Regions from separate parts of the Mus musculus genome. Here all the other regions are linked to region 2. Evidence: chromatin contacts called from public HiChIP or PLAC-seq data. All regions are on one chromosome and are shown on one strand. The core of a region is the stretch at or near the end of the contact, and the rest is flanking DNA. Distances in the headings are between cores, read along the strand shown. Region 1 has its middle 280 kb from the start of Mir7094-1. Region 2 has its middle 70 kb from the start of Adam6b. Region 3 has its middle 200 kb from the start of Mir7094-1.

Region 1 (2,700 bases), core at 138-2,637, 770 kb before region 2:
ACTCTTTTTAATAGCTGAGTAGTACTCAATTGTGTAAATATGCCACAATTTTTGTATCCATTCCTCTGTTGAGGGGCATCTTGGTTTTTCCAGCTTCTGGCTATTATAAATAAGGCTGCTATGAACATAGTGGAGCATGTATCTTTCTTACCAGTTGAAACATCTTCTGGATATATACCTGGGAGAGGTATTGCGGGATCTTCCAGTAGTACTATGTCCAATTTTCTGAGGAATCACCAGACTGATTTCCAGAGTGGTTTACAAGCTTGCAATCCCACAAAGAATGGAGGCGTGTTCCTCTTTCTCCACATCTTGCTTTCAGTTATTTTGTTGTCTCTAGACCAGGTTTTTGCAGTTCTGTTTCATTTGGATACATAATTTCCTTTGGGTCAATGTCTTCAGCTTCAAAGTGGTCCTGAGATAGCTGAATAGGCACAGATATAGAGTTAGGAAATCAAATTCAGATTTTATTTATCACAATTCAGCTACTGAATTTACTCGGCACATAGATTTTTCAATGATTGATAGAAGTAGTCAGTATTTATTACATTCTAATGTGTGGAAAGGAAAAAAATTCTCGGGGACAAACAGTAAAGACCCCATGACTATGCCAATGGCAAATGCTTGTCCAGACTGAAAAACCTAACAGGTATTTTTTTACACAGCTGACAAGCTGCATATTACTGTGTTTTTCTATACTTTATACAGAAGTCAACCTCCAACATACAGTGTCCTAAGAATTCTTCCTAGTTTTCTTTTGCCAAGGTCTAATTAGTTGGCCAAGGCTGGTATTGAACTTACCATCCTCTTCCTAATTTCCATGACCAAAATATTGTTAGGATTCATGCTATTACAAACCAGCAAAAATACGAGCAGTGGATTAAGCAGGTACAAGGCAGGGTCCTAAAATGAATACCTTTACAGCTTCTTTAAAATCAGACTTTTCCAGTAGAATTTGCATGGAAAGTTTTCCCACTTGGAACAGCTAATAGCTACATCACGTTTTTGAAATCTCCCATTTTGTATCTTTTTTATTTAAAGGCTACGAGCACGAGCACTTTTCTTATGGAACCCAGGGAAAACCCAGGTATCAGTGCTTGTCGCTGATCATCTTCAGCTCCTCCTCTTCTAGCTGTTTCTTGGTTTCTGAGTCCAGTCATGTGCAGCAGGCTCTTGGATAACTTAGTCTTGCACTGTGATGTCATGTTGGACACACTTTTCCAGACTACAACTTCGGACTCCACAGGAAGCAGTGTGGTCTGCATTATCCTCTGATGCTCTTGAGTAGGCTGTCCAGACTTTAGAGTAGCAGGGCATGTTAAGGGAAGCCCAACTGTCCACACAGCTGATCCACAAGTTCTTGCAACAGTGCTGATTCTACTCCCAGAGAAATGAAGAAGAGAAAGTCTGAAGTCCTTATGAGCCAGCAGGCAGGAAGGGACAGGAGGAGAGCAGCACCCTGGCATGCAGCCAAGGGAGGGGCTGCAGCAGTTCCTGCTTGAAGAGAAAAGCTGGCCTGGTTAGGGGCAGAATGAAGGGGGCAGCATGAAAGTATGAAAGAAGACACCTGCAGGGCTGCAGAAACTTCTACAAGAAGGACCTTCTCGGCCACTTCCGCTGTGTCAATGCCATTGAATTCTCCAACAATGGGGGCCAGTGGCTGGTCTCAGGGGAAGATGATTTCCAATTTCTGTTATGGCACATGGAAGAAGCTATCTGCTCCAGGGTCAAACCCAGACAGCTGAAGGGGGATCACCATTCCAACATTTTCTGCCTGGCTTTAAACAGTGGAAACACTAAAGTATTCTCTGGAGGAAATGATGAGCAAGTTATCCTCAAATTTGTTGAAAGCAGTGAGACACTGCCACAGCCGCCTGACCCCTCCAGTCCCTCCCTGTGCAGGGTAAACTGGAGGAGGCTTCTTTAACCAGCCCTGGAAGATGGAGCAAGGTGTACAGGTCAGAGGACTCACCAACAACTTCCTTAAAGCAAATCCCTCACATCTGTATATTTTACAGGAGGTAGGTTCTCTGAGTTTACCATAAGACCCTTACTTCAACATGTCTCCGGGTGAGACACAGATTGACGAAAAAACAAGAGGTCTGAGCTGGAGAGATGATTCACTGGTTAAGAGCGCTGATTGCTCTCCTGAAGATCCTGAGTTCAAAAATCAGCAACCACATGGTGGCTCAACAGTCATCGTTAAAGAGATCTAACACCCTATTCTGGTGTGTCTGAAGTCAGCTACAGTGTACTTAGATATAATAATAAATAAATCTTTAGACCTGAGTGAGTAGAATTCAAATCCCAGCAACAACATGATGGCTTACGACCATCATTACAGCTACGGTGTACCCATACACATAAAATAAATAAATCCTTAAAAAAAAAAAGAGGTTTATTTTCCTATATGAGGGGTTCGACCTTCAATTAATTTCAAGAAGAGTTACTAGAAGGTGACACCAAATGGCTGTTACAAGCAGTTTTTATACATTTTAGGGGCACAGGTTACATCAGCAAGAATACAGCTCTTATTAGCTAAGCATATTGAACTTTAAATTCATTGGCTACCAAGCATGACACACACTTCAACTCTACCTGGAACATTCCAGAGGATCAGGTGACTATCAGTCAGTACATTCTGTGGTTTTTCTGAGAATTTTTTACTCAAGAATATTCATGTGGGTAGAGAATGGAGCT
Region 2 (2,700 bases), core at 100-2,599:
GGCTTACAACAGACAGAGTATGAACATGCGATTCCTCCAGCTACTTCTAGATATATGGCTGAAAGCTTGCCTAACCTGGTGCAGGCAGCATTCAGGCACATATATAGACACACATGCATTTATACATAGATATATAGGTACACATGTGTAGACACATACATGAATGTGTATTCATGGACACACAGACAAAGGTACACATATATACACATGAGTTCATGCGCACACACATGCATGGACACTTACAAACGCCTTCAGAGACAAATAGGCATAGACACACAACCACTCACAGAAACAGATACCAATATGCATGGTCCTGTGTACACAGAAACAGACTATAGGCAAATATACACAAATAAACTATATAGATACAAAGATATGCATATACACACATGTACAGAAACATCTTCACATGTGTACACTAACATGTGAACAGGTATAGCACACAGATACACCTGGACTCTGACCAGGGCTGTAATCTCCAAGGCTCACGGCTCAGAGAGCCTACACTAGGCTGGGTCACTGATACTCCTCAGGAGCCCACTCTATGATTGGGAGAGATAACCCCAGGTACAAAGTATGCCTATCTGTCTCAACACCATGGGGCAGAAGATACTCCACTAACCACCCATGACAGAAAGTTAGCCTTGGCTGTGTCTCCATTAATAGAACACCTCAGAAGACCAATGTGAAATTGCCTAACCCACTCACACCCACCCTGATCTCCAGTTCAAAATGCAGAAAACATAATGCAGTTGTCCAAAAGATGCCCCAACCACACACACACACACACACACACACACACACACACACACACACACACACACACACACACACCATCAAGGAGCCTCTGTAAGGAGTCACCACCCAATAACACTGCCTCTTTGGGCTCATATCCTGGACATTCTTCATATTCATATCCATTTGGGGCCTAGGCTTTAGATATCCCCAAGGGCTCATCTTTACAGGGATCAGAGATCCCAATAAATGCCCTGGTCCCACAGCCTCCCTCAGGTATCTGTCTGTTTATCTCTTGGTACCAAGACCCAACATTGCTGGCAGGGGTAGGACAAGCAACGCACGGGAACTCTGATCAAAGAAAGTCATGAGATGCCTGAGTCCTTCAGGAAGTAAGGAGGGACAACCTCTGGTATCCCTGTTCTTATTGCTAAAGCCCAAGAGACAGGGAGACCTGCTCTAAATTCTCAGTCTAAACAGCACCGATGGCACCACCTGCTCAGGGAAAGTCCAGAGCACACCAATATCATTTTGCCACAGTTCCTGAGTCTGCCTTTACCCAGGTCCATACATTGCATCTGTCTTGCTTGCTCTGCTGCCCCAGGGCTCCTGGAACAAAGGCTCCAAATTAGTGTGTCCTACAGCTTGGCCTGTTCTGTGCCTCCGTCTAGCTTGAGCTATTAGGGGACCAGTCAATACTCGCTAAGATTCTCCAGAACCATCAGGGCACCCCAACCCTTATGCAAATGCTCAGTCACCCCAAGACTTGGCTTGACCCTCCCTCTCTGTGTCCCTTCATAGAGGGGGAGGTGAATGCTGAGGAGGAAGGCTTTGAGAACCTGTGGACCACTGCCTCCACCTTCATCGTCCTCTTCCTCCTGAGCCTCTTCTACAGCACCACCGTCACCCTGTTCAAGGTAGTGTGGTTGTGGGGCTGAGGACACAGGGCTGGGACAGGGAGTCACCAGTCCTCACTGCCTCTACCTCTACTCCCTACAAGTGGACAGCAATTCACACTGTCTCTGTCACCTGCAGGTGAAATGACTCTCAGCATGGAAGGACAGCAGAGACCAAGAGATCCTCCCACAGGGACACTACCTCTGGGCCTGGGATACCTGACTGTATGACTAGTAAACTTATTCTTACGTCTTTCCTGTGTTGCCCTCCAGCTTTTATCTCTGAGATGGTCTTCTTTCTAGACTGACCAAAGACTTTTTGTCAACTTGTACAATCTGAAGCAATGTCTGGCCCACAGACAGCTGAGCTGTAAACAAATGTCACATGGAAATAAATACTTTATCTTGTGAACTCACTTTATTGTGAAGGAATTTGTTTTGTTTTTCAAACCTTTCCTGCGGTGTTGACAGCCCAAGGATTATCTGAATAGAGCTTAGGAACTGGAAATGGAACAGTGCAGTCTGATGGTACTTAAGGGAGAAAGAGGGAAAGGAGGTGTGGAAGAAGAAAAAAGAGAAGCAGAGGGGGAGGGGAGAAGGGAGAGGGAGAGGGAGAGGGAGAGGGAGAGGGAGAGGGAGAGGGAGAGAGAGAGAGAGAGAGAGAGAGAGAGAGAGAGAGAGAGAGAGCATGCACTCTAACAGCAAAGTACAACACAGGCAGCCAATGGATAGCACTCTGGTTATCTACCCTGATGGAAGAAGGGAAGTAGGGCAGAGAAAATTCCAGGCCTAATCTCCCAAAAGCAACAGAACCTGGAAACTAGCCTCTAGCCTTAGGTCTCTGCTCTGTCCCCAGCCCACCATCTTGGGCTGGTGTTGCTTCAAGCTAGTAATTTAGGTCTTATCCCAAAGCTTTGTGGTATGTGGGTGTGCCTTTGGGGAGTTGGCTGAGATTTTGAAGATGTTTGTACCTCTCCCACAACATGACAAGCCCTAGGGGTTAGTCAATAACTCAAATTCTCTGTCTATGACAACTGCTGTATGACTATATGAAGAAATGGGATAAAGA
Region 3 (2,700 bases), core at 151-2,650, 850 kb before region 2:
CTGAGATGGATAACAGTGGGAATATGGAACTGGAAAAGGCCACCTCCTGTAGCTAAGCAGGGCCCCCAGTAGAGGGCTAAGGACATCAACTCACCCACAAAACTATGAACCCAAAACTTGTCCTATCTAAAAGAAATGTCAAGACAAAGATGGAGCAGAAACTGAAGGAATATCCAATTAAAAACTGTCCCAAGTAGAGAACTATCCTATATACAAGTACCAATTCCTGACACTATTAATGAAACTCTATTATGCTTGCAGAAAGAGCCTTGCATAACCGTCCTGTAAAATGCTCTACTCAGAATGAAACAGATGCGTATAACCACAAGCAAACACTGGAAGGATGCTGGGACTATTAATGAAGAGTTGGAAGGAGGAAAGATTTTAAGCCCTAAAGTCCCAGGAGTGATTATACAGGAATAACAGAGGAGTCAACTAATCTTAAACAATGAGAACTGTCAGACACTGAACCACTAAACAAAGAACAGACATCAACTGAAGTCCCTGGTTCCTATATATGTATATATCTCAGCAGTGTAGCTCAATCTCTAAGTGGGTCTTCCAACTGCTGGAGTCGGGGCTGTCCCTAAAGCTGAAGCCTACCAATGGGATCAATTCCTTAATAGTGTTGCTTTTTCTGGCTTCAATGGGACAGGATGTGTCTAATCTTGCAGAAATTTGATATGACAGTTGTGGAGAAATGATGTGTGGAAGGACTCTATGGTGGGATTAAGGGGGTAGTAATTGGTATTTAAATAATTAAAAGAGATTTAAATCTTCTGGAAAACCTGATAAAAATGCACAATATATTTTCAATTTGTAATTTGTAAAAATAAATCTCTCTAAAATATTTCAGAGCAATCCCTATATGAGACTGACATGAATCAATTGGAGGCTATGTTCAGTCAAACTAAACACAGTTGGACACAGTCTATTATTTTATATTGCAACTTCAATTGACATCATGTTTGTGTTACCAGTTGCATTAAAATATTTTCTCCATGAGCAAAAAGAAAAACCAAAATGAATTTGTCATGCAGAACCAGTGAAGCAGGTGCAGAGGGTCCATCAACGATGTTTCCTGACTCTGCTTAGATTTTGCTCTCATTTACCATTTACCAGACCCAGGAGACCATGTCCTTTGGTAGTTAGAAACCTCCTGTGAGAATAAACAAGATCTGACATAGGAAAATATAGTTGGTTCTTATACTTTATATCACTCTCCTGGGAATGTTACAGGTAGAGAAGTGATACAATTCTAAGACCCTCTAAATCACCATGAAAACAGTTTGTATCATAGTTGAATAAATTCCTATATTGAAAAACCAGGAACTTACAATATAGTCTCATGGAGAAGCAATTTCAAGGCTTTTCATGCTAAGGGTCATCACCAATCAATACAGAATGTCATGTCCTGAAGAGAGAACAAGACTAATGAGAATGAAGGATATCAGAGAAGGGTCCTAGAGATAAGAGTCTAAATATCTCTCCACCTTCTGCTATACAGAGTTATGGTTCTTCTATTGATTGAAAATGTTTCAAATTAGTGTTCTGATATACATAAAACACATGAGATATTGTATGGAACAGATCACAAAAGACCTATAACAAATAAAATAAAATAATTCAAATTTCTAGAAGTTATTTCCAAAAAGGTAATATTGTATCAAATATATGTTATTGACTTTCAATATTGGGAATCACACACCAGTCATTTTCCATGAATCAACACTAAGCTACAAATGTAAAAACAATTTCTTCAGGTTAATATCTAGACTCAGCACTCATAAACATTCCTAGTCATTCTAAAATTATCAAAGTTGTATTATAATGCTCTTTGTGGAGAAAATAAGAAATAGATGAGTCTGTGTTTAAAAAAATAAGACTCAATTATATCACTGCTATGTACTAATTTTAGATAATTCTTTGATTTTCTATTACTCAGCTTTTCCTCTTTCATTGGCCTTAGGCATTCATAAGCCTAGTACTTTCAAAACACATCTCAACATATAGCAGAAGAAAATGTAAATACTGCCTCCCTCTGCTCATGAAAATCTGTCAAACACTAACTCTGTTAAGTCTGTCTGAGGAACCAAGCCCTGGACTCTCAGTTCTTGCTACTCATTGATAGTGCTAAAAAGAATACAATTTCCAAGGAGCTGTGTTGGAAAGGCGATTACCTTGTTGCTATTATTTTATTAATTAGAATATCTTTTGGATATTTCTTAACCTGATTAATGTGCACCTCAATATAATCATGCAAATTCTTCCATTATACATCTCTTACTCACTTGGACGTTCATGACTTTTTCAAAAAGTATTATTTTTATCAGTGTGTATGACTATATTTGGTATGTAATATACTGTACACATATTGAATATATATATATATATATATATATATATATATATATATATATATATATATATATATATACATGGGAGGTATGAAGAGGTGTATGTTTAGGGCAGTTAACTTAGAAGTAAATAACCCATAGGGGAGTTTGTCCTGAAGAAAACTGATTGTCTATCTCTCAGCAGCCATTGATTGCCCATAGTTATGTATTTGCAGGTAGAGGTATAAGAGGTTTTCCCTATAATGTGATGTATAATTTAAGCATTAATAGTGTAGAGATTTTATGGGTGTATCATCCCTCTTTTGTCTCAAGATGCCATCTCATCTGGCATCTTCATCCTGTA

The links. HiChIP or PLAC-seq counts read pairs in DNA pulled down with a chosen protein or histone mark.
Region 1: a contact with region 2 is called in a CTCF HiChIP or PLAC-seq map of large pre-B cells, with 6 times the contacts expected there. The contact joins two enhancer-like sites. A contact is called at or near these places in 1 of 15 datasets of contacts at CTCF or cohesin (large pre-B cells) and 2 of 115 datasets of contacts at active chromatin or transcription factors (large pre-B cells and pro-B cells).
Region 3: a contact with region 2 is called in an H3K4me3 HiChIP or PLAC-seq map of pro-B cells, with 2.7 times the contacts expected there. The contact joins two enhancer-like sites. A contact is called at or near these places in 2 of 39 promoter capture datasets (cranial neural crest and second pharyngeal arch cranial neural crest), 1 of 484 Hi-C or Micro-C datasets (CD4 T cells) and 1 of 115 datasets of contacts at active chromatin or transcription factors (pro-B cells).

What each region holds. Positions count from the first base shown.
Region 1 is chr12:114,187,853-114,190,552 of GRCm38.p6, reverse strand. It overlaps Igh. Among named protein-coding and RNA genes, the nearest start is that of Mir7094-1, 280 kb to the left of the region's middle. Within about 2 kb of position 1,387, at least 4 of the 459 cell types and tissues checked have an H3K27ac peak or open chromatin away from gene starts, as enhancers often do. A contact at or near this core is called in pro-B cells, where this site is marked.
Region 2 is chr12:113,417,905-113,420,604 of GRCm38.p6, reverse strand. It overlaps Igh and Ighm. Among named protein-coding and RNA genes, the nearest start is that of Adam6b, 70 kb to the left of the region's middle. Within about 2 kb of position 1,349, at least 3 of the 459 cell types and tissues checked have an H3K27ac peak or open chromatin away from gene starts, as enhancers often do. A contact at or near this core is called in pro-B cells, where this site is marked.
Region 3 is chr12:114,272,096-114,274,795 of GRCm38.p6, reverse strand. It overlaps Igh. Among named protein-coding and RNA genes, the nearest start is that of Mir7094-1, 200 kb to the left of the region's middle. Within about 2 kb of position 1,400, at least 3 of the 459 cell types and tissues checked have an H3K27ac peak or open chromatin away from gene starts, as enhancers often do. A contact at or near this core is called in pro-B cells, where this site is marked.